Regions from separate parts of the Sus scrofa genome. Here regions 1 and 3 are each linked to region 2. A link is a contact called in public HiChIP or PLAC-seq data. All regions are on one chromosome and are shown on one strand. The core of a region is the stretch at or near the end of the contact, and the rest is flanking DNA. Distances in the headings are between cores, read along the strand shown.

The links. HiChIP or PLAC-seq counts read pairs in DNA pulled down with a chosen protein or histone mark.
Region 1: a contact with region 2 is called in an H3K27ac HiChIP or PLAC-seq map of skeletal muscle. The contact joins the promoter of RPL27A here to the enhancer-like site in region 2. A contact is called at or near these places in 1 of 5 promoter capture datasets (liver), 9 of 47 Hi-C or Micro-C datasets (alveolar macrophages, brain, embryonic fibroblasts and 4 more) and 1 of 2 datasets of contacts at active chromatin or transcription factors (skeletal muscle).
Region 3: a contact with region 2 is called in an H3K27ac HiChIP or PLAC-seq map of skeletal muscle. The contact joins two enhancer-like sites. A contact is called at or near these places in 6 of 47 Hi-C or Micro-C datasets (embryonic fibroblasts, epiblast stem cells, liver and 1 more) and 1 of 2 datasets of contacts at active chromatin or transcription factors (skeletal muscle).

The regions. Positions count from the first base shown.
Region 1 is chr9:710,911-714,131 of Sscrofa11.1, reverse strand. It overlaps RPL27A (60S ribosomal protein L27a), which reads left to right and starts at 1,722. Exons shown (of 5, transcript XM_003482496.4): 1 at 1,722-2,938. The coding sequence starts at 2,936. It overlaps TRIM66 (tripartite motif-containing protein 66), which reads right to left and starts at 2,561. Exons shown (of 23, transcript XM_021062260.1): 1 at 2,437-2,561; 2 at 334-557. The coding sequence starts at 2,450.
Region 2 is chr9:612,542-615,805 of Sscrofa11.1, reverse strand. No RefSeq gene overlaps it. Among named protein-coding and RNA genes, the nearest start is that of ST5, 40 kb to the left of the region's middle. Within about 2 kb of position 1,670, at least 55 of the 83 cell types and tissues checked have an H3K27ac peak or open chromatin away from gene starts, as enhancers often do. A contact at or near this core is called in brain, embryonic fibroblasts, epiblast stem cells and 4 more, where this site is marked.
Region 3 is chr9:683,950-687,332 of Sscrofa11.1, reverse strand. It overlaps ST5 (suppression of tumorigenicity 5 protein), which reads right to left. Exons shown (of 21, transcript XM_021062259.1): 6 at 1,759-1,910; 7 at 1-72. Among named protein-coding and RNA genes, the nearest start is that of TRIM66, 26 kb to the left of the region's middle. Within about 2 kb of position 1,697, at least 50 of the 83 cell types and tissues checked have an H3K27ac peak or open chromatin away from gene starts, as enhancers often do. A contact at or near this core is called in embryonic fibroblasts, epiblast stem cells, liver and 1 more, where this site is marked.

The sequences.
Region 1 (3,221 bases), core at 473-2,972, 98 kb before region 2:
GACCGCCCCGACCAGGCCCACGGAGCCTCGCTCCCAGCCACGTGGCTGCCCAGTGAAGCAGAGGGGCTGCGCGGAAAGCCGGGGCAGAGAGCCGTCCAGGGCGCTTCCCTGGCCCGAGGTCAAGCCGCCGAGGAGACGAAGGTCAAGCGAGCCCAGAACCCGACGCGGGGCGCTGGTCGGCAGAGGACGGGCCCGCGCGCCGAGAAGCCAGCCGGCCGACGCCCCTGCGGCAGAGCCCCGGCCCCCGGCCCCTGCAGCCCTGGTCCTGGCTGCAGCCCCTCCGTGCTGGACACCGGGGGTGACCTTTCCTTGCCCACGCTCTGCCCGGCTCACCTCCTCGGGGCCGTGTCCAGGGAGCTCCGCTCACCGCTCGCGCACGCACGGGCCGCTCCTGATGCCGGATGGAGGGTGACCTCTTCTCAGGCCTTGCCCCCGACGCCCCAGGCCCCTCTTTCTGCTGGCGACAGGCAGCATGGGACGAAGGGCTCCAGGCCCGATGAAGGCCCCAGCACTGTGAGGTCAGAGGGCGTGTGGTCACTGAGGAAAGGGCAGGAGACCTGGAGGGACAGAGACCAGGCCCGGCTCTGTCTCAGCAGCCCTGGCGCCTGGCAGCCAGGCAACCTGCTGGGCCTCGGTGCCCTGCACCCGGGGCTGGGGGTGCGGACCCCTGAGGCACATGCACTCTGGAAACTGCAGCCTGTGTTCGGCTATTATAGCTGGGCACTGGGAGGGGATAAGGTGGGTCTCTGAAGAAGGAGAGGAAGCTTCAGGACCTCCGGTCAGGAGGGGGAGTATAGCTGGCATGAGAAACAGGACCTCACAGGAGGAAGGGCAGCAGGGATGGCTCAAGTTTGGCTGCAGTAGAAAACCTGTGTCGGAAAGTGGAGGGGAGTCTGCGCTGTTCTCTGGGGCCAGCTGGGGCTCCTGAACTTGTTGATGAAGTAAGTGAAAGCATGAGAGTCGTGGCTGGGGAAGATGAACCTGGCAGAGGCGTGAAGGACGGAGGGGCTGGAGGGGGGAGTGCAGGCAGGGTGATCACAGGAGGGCGCTGAACCCCAGAGAAGCGATGTGAGAAGGGCCTTCACGAAGGAGTGCCAGGAGGGCTAAAAAAGGACTTGGTGACAGCGTGTCAGAGAAAAGGATGCTCAGGATAATTTTTTCCGTCTCCCTGACATCCCTCGGAATGTCGGAGGGAAACTAGCCCGTAATTAAGTGAATACGACTGTGGAGTCAGCAACACAGATGAAGACGGAAGCCACCCAAGATGAGCTCGCCGGAGAGACGGCATCCTACGAAACCTTAACAGGGGCAAGCACAGACGGCTGAAGAATACCAACAGTTAAACGGTGGACAAAGGCAGAAGAACCTGAAAGGAAGACTGGTAGGAAGAATGCAAGAGGTGCTCTAGAAAAAGAAGTCAAATGGGTTAAGACAGAGTACAAGTGCTATGGAGAAGAGTCCATGCAGTTTGGAGTTTGGTTAATTGATGACTTTGGTAGGAGCACTTTAATTACAATAATGGGACTGAGGGCTAGACTGTGATGGATTAAAGGATGAACAGGAAACTAGCAAATGCACAGGATTTGTTGACTGCTCTTTGGGTGAACTTGGCTGAAAAGGAAGGAGCAAGGGTAGGAAAGAGAGACAGGGAGAATTTAGGATATTTTAGCTAAGCAGTATTTTAGCTTTACAGAACATGGCACAGAAACCACACACACACACACAGACTAACTGATGGACTGTGATCCTGAACACTGGTTGAGACTTAACACGGGAAGGGTGCCCCCTCCACTTTAGTTAACGATCATTTGTTGAACATGTACTACATGCCGGGAGCTGGGAGTACATGGATAAAAAGAAAATAATCCTCCAGTCTTTGAGGAGTTTGGTCCAGCAGGAAAGACAAACGCAGATCAAGATTCTCTAAGAGCCACGCCCTAGATTTTTGAGGAGGCCCAGTGGGGGCATGTGAGCAACCGTGACCGGATGGGTCAGTTTTCCAAGAGGGGACGCTCACTTTGGGTCCAGACTGAGCGGGGGTTCTCTGTCCAGAAGAGGAGGGGCTCACAGGCGCGCCCAGTAGGTGCCAGTGAAAATTACAAGAGAGCGGCGGAAAATCTACAGGGTCTGGAGAGTACAGGACCTTAACGCGAGCAAGCGCAGAGGTCCCTGAACTGAGGCTGTTCAAAGCGAGGACAAGGCCAGGACCAGGCACAAGGGCGAAGGAGCGAGGAAGACCGAGAGCGTGGGCGCGCAGGCCCGGGAAGGTGGGCGAGACATCAAAAACGGAGCCTAAAAGGACCAGAGCGAGGCTAACGAACCCGACTGGCGTCCGTGAGGACGCGGGTTCGGCCCTGGGCCCGCTCAGCGGGTTAAAGGCCGGCCTTGCTGCGGCCGTGGTGCAGGCTGGCGGCCACAGCTCCGACTACCCCTGACCTGGGACGCTCCATACGCCGCGGGGTGAGGACCCGGTGGGCACCGAAGGCCAAAAGTGGCTCCTCACGCGGCCAGGGGACAAGCCAAGCGGCCGCTACGCCCGGCCCGAGCCAGCCACCAAAACCAGAGCGAGACCCGCGGGACTGCTCAGGGCTGCGGCGGTCGGCGGGGAGCTGAGACCGGCGGCCCCGGCGGCTTTCCCGCCCGCGGCGCGCACCGCAGCCCTCAAGCCCCGCCCCCGGCGGCAGAGCTCAGCCTGCGAGCGCCAGCGCACTCACTGCACCGCGCAGGGCTCCCGGCCCCGCCGCCGCCCCCGGAACAGCTCTGCGATGGCGAGCTCAACCCCCGGATGCGAAAACGGCAAGACCTGTAATCGCGCGAGATCCGCGCCCTCGCAGGCCCCGCCCCCCGAGCCGGAAGTGAGGCGTGGGCTCCGCCCCTGGGCCCGATAGCTCGCGAGACTTTGCCGAGGCCTTCCTCTTGCGTCGCGGCCGCCGACATGGTAGGTGATTGTCCTGGTCCGCCCGTGTGGTTGCTACCCTAGGCCGCGAGCTTTGCTCACCTGCTCCCCCAGCCACCTGCTCCCGCCTTTGGCCTCATCCTCCAGGCCGCTCACGTCCGGCCGCCGGCCGGGGCGGCCGGGACGGGGCGGGGAGCCTGGGGCCGCGTGTTCTTCCCGGAGTCCGGATTCCTGAGACACGCGGACCCGGGCGCCTCCCTGATGAGAACCAGGCGGTGATCAGCCTGGTTCAGCTTCGCTGAAGGCGCCGCAGAGCAGACCCCCG
Region 2 (3,264 bases), core at 421-2,920:
GAGGCAGAGTGACCTCCCTGAGAGAGGGGACCCTATGCTTCAAGTGCCAGGACTGAGAGGCAGAGTGACCTCCCAGAGAGAGGGGGACCCTATGCTTCGAGTGCCAGGACCTCAGTTCCGCAGAACCTGACTTGCTGCAGACTTTCCCAGGGGTGATTTCCTTTGCTCTCCCAACCGTCCTGTGACGGAGTTACTCTCATCACCTCCGTCTCACAGCCACACACCCAAAGGTACCCGAGGCCCAGGGCCTCCCCACGGCCCCCTGTCCCACAGGCAGGAGAACCCGGCCTGCCCATGTCCTATGCGCCAGTCCGCTATTCCCGCTGCTGCACGAAAGCAGGTTCACCTGCCAGCCCTCCTCACACGTGTGGGGGCAAGGACACTGGAGGAGCGGCCCCGCCACATCCACGGGAGTAGAGAAGACCCCAGATCCTGGATATGCGTTGCCTGCGAAGGGCCCGGTGACTCAGAGGCCCCCAAGCGAGCCCCAGCCTGTGGTGCCCGCACCCCCAGCCAAACAGAGGCTTCGACCAGGCGGAGGGGCCGCGGAGTGCAGTGCAAGGGCCTGGCTTTCGAAGGGGCCCATCTGAGGCCCAGGGCCACTGGGTTCACCCTGTGGAGCCTCAGGCCACATGCGGGCAGCCCGGCTGGGGACATGGCCAGTGCTTTCATTGGCAAGCTGACCCAAAGTTCATCAGAAGCCCCCTCCTTGTTTGCCAGAGTACAAAAGACATTCTGTTCAGAAAGTTCAAGAAGAAAACCGAAGAGCCAGGACAGCAGCTGTTCCCTCATCCCACAGAGAAACCAGAGGTACCCACCAGGCTTCCTGAGGCCCGGGAGGAAGGTCAGCGACAACACGGCTGAGGCGGAGGCACCTCCCTGACGCGCTGCAGGAGTGTCTCCCGCGGCCTTCCTCCGGCCAGCATTGCGGCTGATAAACCTGAAGGTTCTAGAGTGGCCGGCGCCCCATCGCCTGCAAGGCGCTTTCTGGGCCGTCTCCTCTCTGAGGCCACCCGAGGGCACCACCCACCAGGTCACAACAGGTGCTATCAAAACGCCGTGCAGAGAAGGGACAAGGTTAAATCACCAGCCAGGAATCCATTCGGCACAAGCTCAGCACCTCACGCGTCTTGGCAGCCGCTCACTCTGCCATCCGGCTCAGACACCTCTCTGCAGGCCACCGCCCCCCCCCACGCATCTTTCAGCAAAGCCGAGGGCTTCACCAGTCAAGGGGGACAGCATGCTTCTCTCCAGGCTCCCTGGGAGGGAGCGCGGCCGGCTCAGACCTCGCTGGGACAGCCCCTCTCCTGCGGACTCCGCTGCCGCCGGAGCCCTGGAACGCACCACCGGCTCCCAGCTGAGTTAATTCGCTTTTCTTTCTTTCTCTCTCTTTTTTTTTTTATTAGGTCAGACATAGCAGCACCAAGAGACAAAACAGGCAGTGTTCACTGGAACAAACCAAGCCACTCAAAAGACACTGGAATTTCCTTGTACAAACTACAAACACAATGAGGAGTGATGAGAACTCATTTTTTCCCTGCATAAAGGACTCTTCCTGTGCTAAACAAAAGTCAGACGATGATTTCCCAGAGTGGAGTCCCCACACCGCAGGTTCAGCACCAGTGAGCTCAGCAGGATTTGCAAAGTCAAGCGAGCTGGCTCTTTGCCTCCCCCTCCAGCTAAGAGACTCCGACCGCTGGAGCCCGACGCCCGGCGCGGAGCTCGGGGCCGGGGCAGGGACACTCGGAGCTCTCGGGACGCCCGGCGCGGGGCTCGGGGCCCGGGCCCGGGCCCGAGCAGGGACGCTCGGAGCTCTCGGGGCGGGAGCAGGGACGCTCGCCGGCCTCCCAGGAAACAGCCGGCGGCCAGGGAAGGAGGAGAGAAGGGCCGGCGCCCGGGCCCAGCTTACCTGAGAGTCCCGGCGCTTTCCGGTCCACTCCATCCTCACACCCCGTCTGCCAGCGAGCCCCGGGCCCCCAAATCCCCTCACTCGGCTCGGAACCTGCGGAGGGCGGCCCGCAGCTCCTTCCGCTGACCTTCCCGGCTCCTTCCAGCCAGGCGAGCGGGGCTGCGGGCCGGCCGGGCCGGTCGTCATGGAGACGCGCCCCGCCCGCCGGCCCCCCTCCCTCCCGCTCCCTCCGCCTCTTCCCGCCTCCGCCCTGCCCGCTCCCCCTCCCTCCCTCTCCTCCGCCTCCTCCGCCTCCACCTCCCCCTTCCTCCCCTGCTCCCCCCATCTCCCTCCTCCCTCCCTCCCTCCCTCCGTTGGGAGGCTTGCAGGGTGCAGCACAGTCTTTCGCTCCCTGGGTCTCCGCAGACATTCCACTCCTCCTGCCTCCCTGCCCGTCAAGCAAGGGCTCCGGGCTGCCCCCGGGAACCGGCTTCAGCAGCCCAGGGGGAGACGGGAAAGGACAGCGAGTGGATTTGTCTTGCTCCCCCCAGGGCCTCAGTTTTTGTAACTTGAAGAGTCCCGGCCGCCGGGAGGGAGCGAGCGGGCGCACCTGGAGGGGAGCAAGCCCTTCGCCTGGGTCCTGGGGCGCGGGGAGGACCCAGAGGCACTGCCTTGACTTGTCTGTGCACTTGGGGTTTTCCGGCGGCCGCTGAGGCGGAAATGCACTCACGCCCCAGGAGCCGCCTGGACTGGCCGCTCTGCTTACCTTGCTGCTGCCCAGGTCCCGGCGATGGCTTTAACCAGCGCAGGGCCTCATGGTACTACTGCTGGTGCCAGAGCCGTCTCTCATCTTCCTGCAGTGAGAGGAAAGGCACTAGGTAAGGGCCAGAAGAATCCTGGCCCAGCCCAAAGTCACAGCCTGAGCAACAGCTGTGATGCAGACACAGCCTAACGCCCAGGCTTTCTGGGAGCTGCTGCCACAGCCACAAGGAATATCAGTCCTTTCAGGAGTGCGCACAGAGCCTGGGACACAGCAGGCCCTACTGCCTCCCCAGCCCAGCCCATACCCCCGTATATTTCTGCTTTGTGATATTCTTTTATGTGCACTTTTATTTTTTTTCGGGCTGCCCCCACTGCATATGGGAGGTCCCAGGCTAGGGGTCAAATTGGAGCTACAGCTGCCAGCCTACACTACAGCCGCAGCCACACAGGATCTGAGCTCCGTCTGCAACCTACACCACAGCTCATGGCAACGCCAGATCCTTAATCCACTTTGCGAGGCCAGGGATCGAAACCGAATCCTCATGGATATTAGTCAGTTCGTTACCACTGAGCCACACTGAGAACTCCTATATGCACTATTTTATTCGATCCTG
Region 3 (3,383 bases), core at 448-2,947, 72 kb before region 2:
TGGCAGCCGGTGGCTCTTCCTTTCCGACCAGTTCCCACTGCGCAGGGACTGGCTGCCAGGTTTCAGGGAGAGCTGCGGGGGGGAGGGGACCAGGGACTCAGCACGAGGCCTGGGCCGCACCTGTCTGCCCGGCCCGGACACAGACGTCACAGGCCAGCCCCCCGACTGCCCCCAGTCCCTCCCAGGCATCTCCATCGACCAGGGGGTCCTCCTTGAAGACCCGTGGCTCCTCGGCAGGTCGGGCCTGGGTTAGACACTTGCTGCCATGAAGGAAGCTCAACTGGTTCTGCTGGAGAAGAGACAGCAGAGCAACTGAGCTGTCATCTGAGTGAAAAGAAGGCCCAGCAAGACGTCTGGGGGTTCCTTCTGAGCTCTGGGACAAGGCCTATAGACCCTGCTCATTTCAAGTGTGGCCGATGGAATCTGTCTTCCCAAAAGGCTTCTCTGCTGAGGCCAGAGACCGTGTGCTGGCCCAGCCCTGCTCACTGCTTCTGGGGGACATGGGGCTCCAGGCCCTGACGCCAAAGCGGCCTCAGAGCCAGCAGCCCCTCAGCTCTGCAGTCCTGGGCTGCTCCCGCCCCACCCCTGATCCATTTTCTGCTCCCTCTGCCTACAATGATGGCACAGGACTCTCAGCGGACTCTGCTCCTGCTAGAAAGGCAGCACCCTGCAGACCGGCGTGCCTGCCACCTGCCGTCCTGACCTGGCCTTGCTCTCCTCACCTGCCAGGGTGCCTCCTTCCTCTCCAGCCCCATTTCTGCCTCCCACCCAATCAGCCTGCAAGAACAAATTCCACGGACGCGTGTTCAAACACAACACATCAGAAAGGTAAATCTATTATAAAAACAATCAGGAGTTCCTATCGTGGCTCAGCGGTAACGAACCCGGCTAGGATCCATGAGGATGCAGGTTCGGTCCCTGGCCTTGCTCAGTGGATTAAGGATCTGGCACTGCCCTGAACTGCGGTGTAGGTCGCAGATGCAGCTCAGATTTGGCGTTGCTGTGGCTGTAGTGTAGGCCGGCAGCTGTAGCTCTGATTCAGCCCCTAGCCTGGGAACCTCCACGTGCCACAAGTGTGGCCCTATAAAGACGAAAAAAAAAAAAAATACACATCATTTCAAAGCCAAAAGAATTAATTTTTATATTCTCTCGCCAGTGCTATAAAATGTCCAGGAGAACCGGGGTTGCCTGCACAGTCCCAAAAGGCTGTCCATTCTGCCGCCTCCCGTCGACCACGGACGAGACCAGAAGGAGCTCACGTGGAAGAGCCTCCTTCGACTCAGCACCTTGCTCTCACTCTGCCTCTGTCACTTCTCTCCTCGGAGAGTCACCTCCTCAGCCATTTATCCAATGCGAGTGGCTCCAAATCCCGTCCTGACACCTGTCTAGTTCTCCAAATCTCAGTCTTGGGCCAATGCCTGGCCCCCAAGTGCCAGCGCTGGGATGGGTTCTGCCACAGCTACGCCAGGCCTGTGTTCCGCCCCCACGAACAGGGAGGAGGGGCCGTGACTGCACGAGACACCACCCCCCGGTGCTGCGGCGCAGAGCCAAGCAGTGAAGGGCAGGAGGGGGCAGGCCGGCCCTCGGGGCGCGCCTCCACTGTCCACAGGGACGCACAAGGCGGAGGTCTCCTCGGACAGCGCTCCCTCCTGACGTCACCGCCGTTGCCGGGCACCAGTGGGCGGAGCCCGGATGAGGCCCCGCCCCGCCCCGCCCCCCGCGGAGCCCACGGCCGGCCGCAGGCAGGGCTGCCGTTACCTGAGCGGCCGGGTTGTTGTACTTGCGGTCCTGCGGGCTCCACATCCTGTGCAAAGAGTCCAGGGAGGTCTCCGACAGCGGCTGGGGTTTTCGGCCTGCCCTTCGGCTCTTCAAGTCCACATCCTCATACGGATTCTCCTTGGGCAGATCCCCTGCAGAGGCGGAAGAAGTGAGGGACGGGAAGGAGGAGACACACACACACACAAACAAGCTGCATTCCTGGGAGCCAGAGAGCGCGCGGCTTCTGCCTGGCCCTTCAGCTCATGAGTCACGCAGCTGCCCGTCTGCAGTGAGGAGGCTACAAACAGATCCTGGCTCCGCGTCCAGAGGCTGAACCCCCACCCCCGGTCCAGCTCCGCCATGTCCGGCCTCTGCTTTATAAATTCAAGGATTGCACAAGACTGGCTCAGCCACCCGTGCCTGTGCCCAGCCGGGGACAAAGCCAACACCAGGCATCTTTCCCCTGGCTCCAGCCCCTCTGCTGCAAAGGGCCCAGAGCCACACACAGTTCAATGGAAGACAGGCGTTCAGAGGCCACACGGCTGTCCCTGCACCCACGGCTCCCCGAGGAGCACTTCCGGGGGTGGGCGTGGAGGGACTCTGGGGACTCCAGGGGGCTGGGCTTTGCCAGGCCTCCAGCTCGCCTGCGCTCGGCTCCCCAGCTCCCTCAGGACGGGCCTCCTGTCTGGTCCGCTGAGATGACGCTGCACCAGAGCAGTGACAGGTGCGTCGTGCGTGCCCAGTGTTATTTGTTCAGTGAACTGCTCTGTCCCCCCTGCCCCCCATGGACCTCAGCAAAGACAGGATGGTCATCGGTCCCCTTTTGGAATCAAGTCTCCTACTGTGACACAGAGGAGACAAGAGGCCTGAAAGACGTGTGGGCTCAGGGGGTGGGGTGGGGGGTCCTTGCTTCTCTGGGCACTCACTTCTGAAATCCCAGCAGCAGGCATGGCACTGGCACTACCAGGAAGTCACAGAAGGTCCCGAGCACAGTCCCTGCCCTTGAGGACCGAGCCCCTCCCCCCAGCATGTGCCCGGGCTTCTCTGAAACACAACAGTGGCCTGGGGGAGGCTAGGCCTGGCCAGTCATGCAGCAGAATCACTGGAGTGACACGCTGACAGGACCAGGAGCGAGTGCTGCCCCTACCCTGCGTGTCCCACCCCCTCCCTGCCAGCACCGCTACTGAGGACAGAGGTGCCAGCAGCGCACTCCCACCTCTCCGGGCAGCAGGCCTCAGCCTGGGCCACCCCCAGCCCCCAGCGGCCTGCCCGGCCGTGGCTCCCACCCAGAGGTTCAGACGCCGCTTCTCAGGGAGCCACAGGACTGGACAAAAGGCCCCTGGCATCCAAGCTTTCCCAGGACGGGGACGCGGGGGAAACCATCCTTCTGCGCTTTCCGATTTCTCAACCTACAAACCGAGCTCCACCCCGCCGCCAACTGTGGTATCTACTTATTACTACCGTGAAAAACCACAACGAGTTTAGGAAATGCCTTTATGGGGGCAGGGGCTGCGAAGGGCCCGCTGGGTCACAGCTAATGACGCTGCTTGGGAGCCACGCCATCTCTGTGAACTGAGTCAAAGGTGGGTCAGGAAAGGATTTGGGGCTGGATTAGGGGCCCCCAC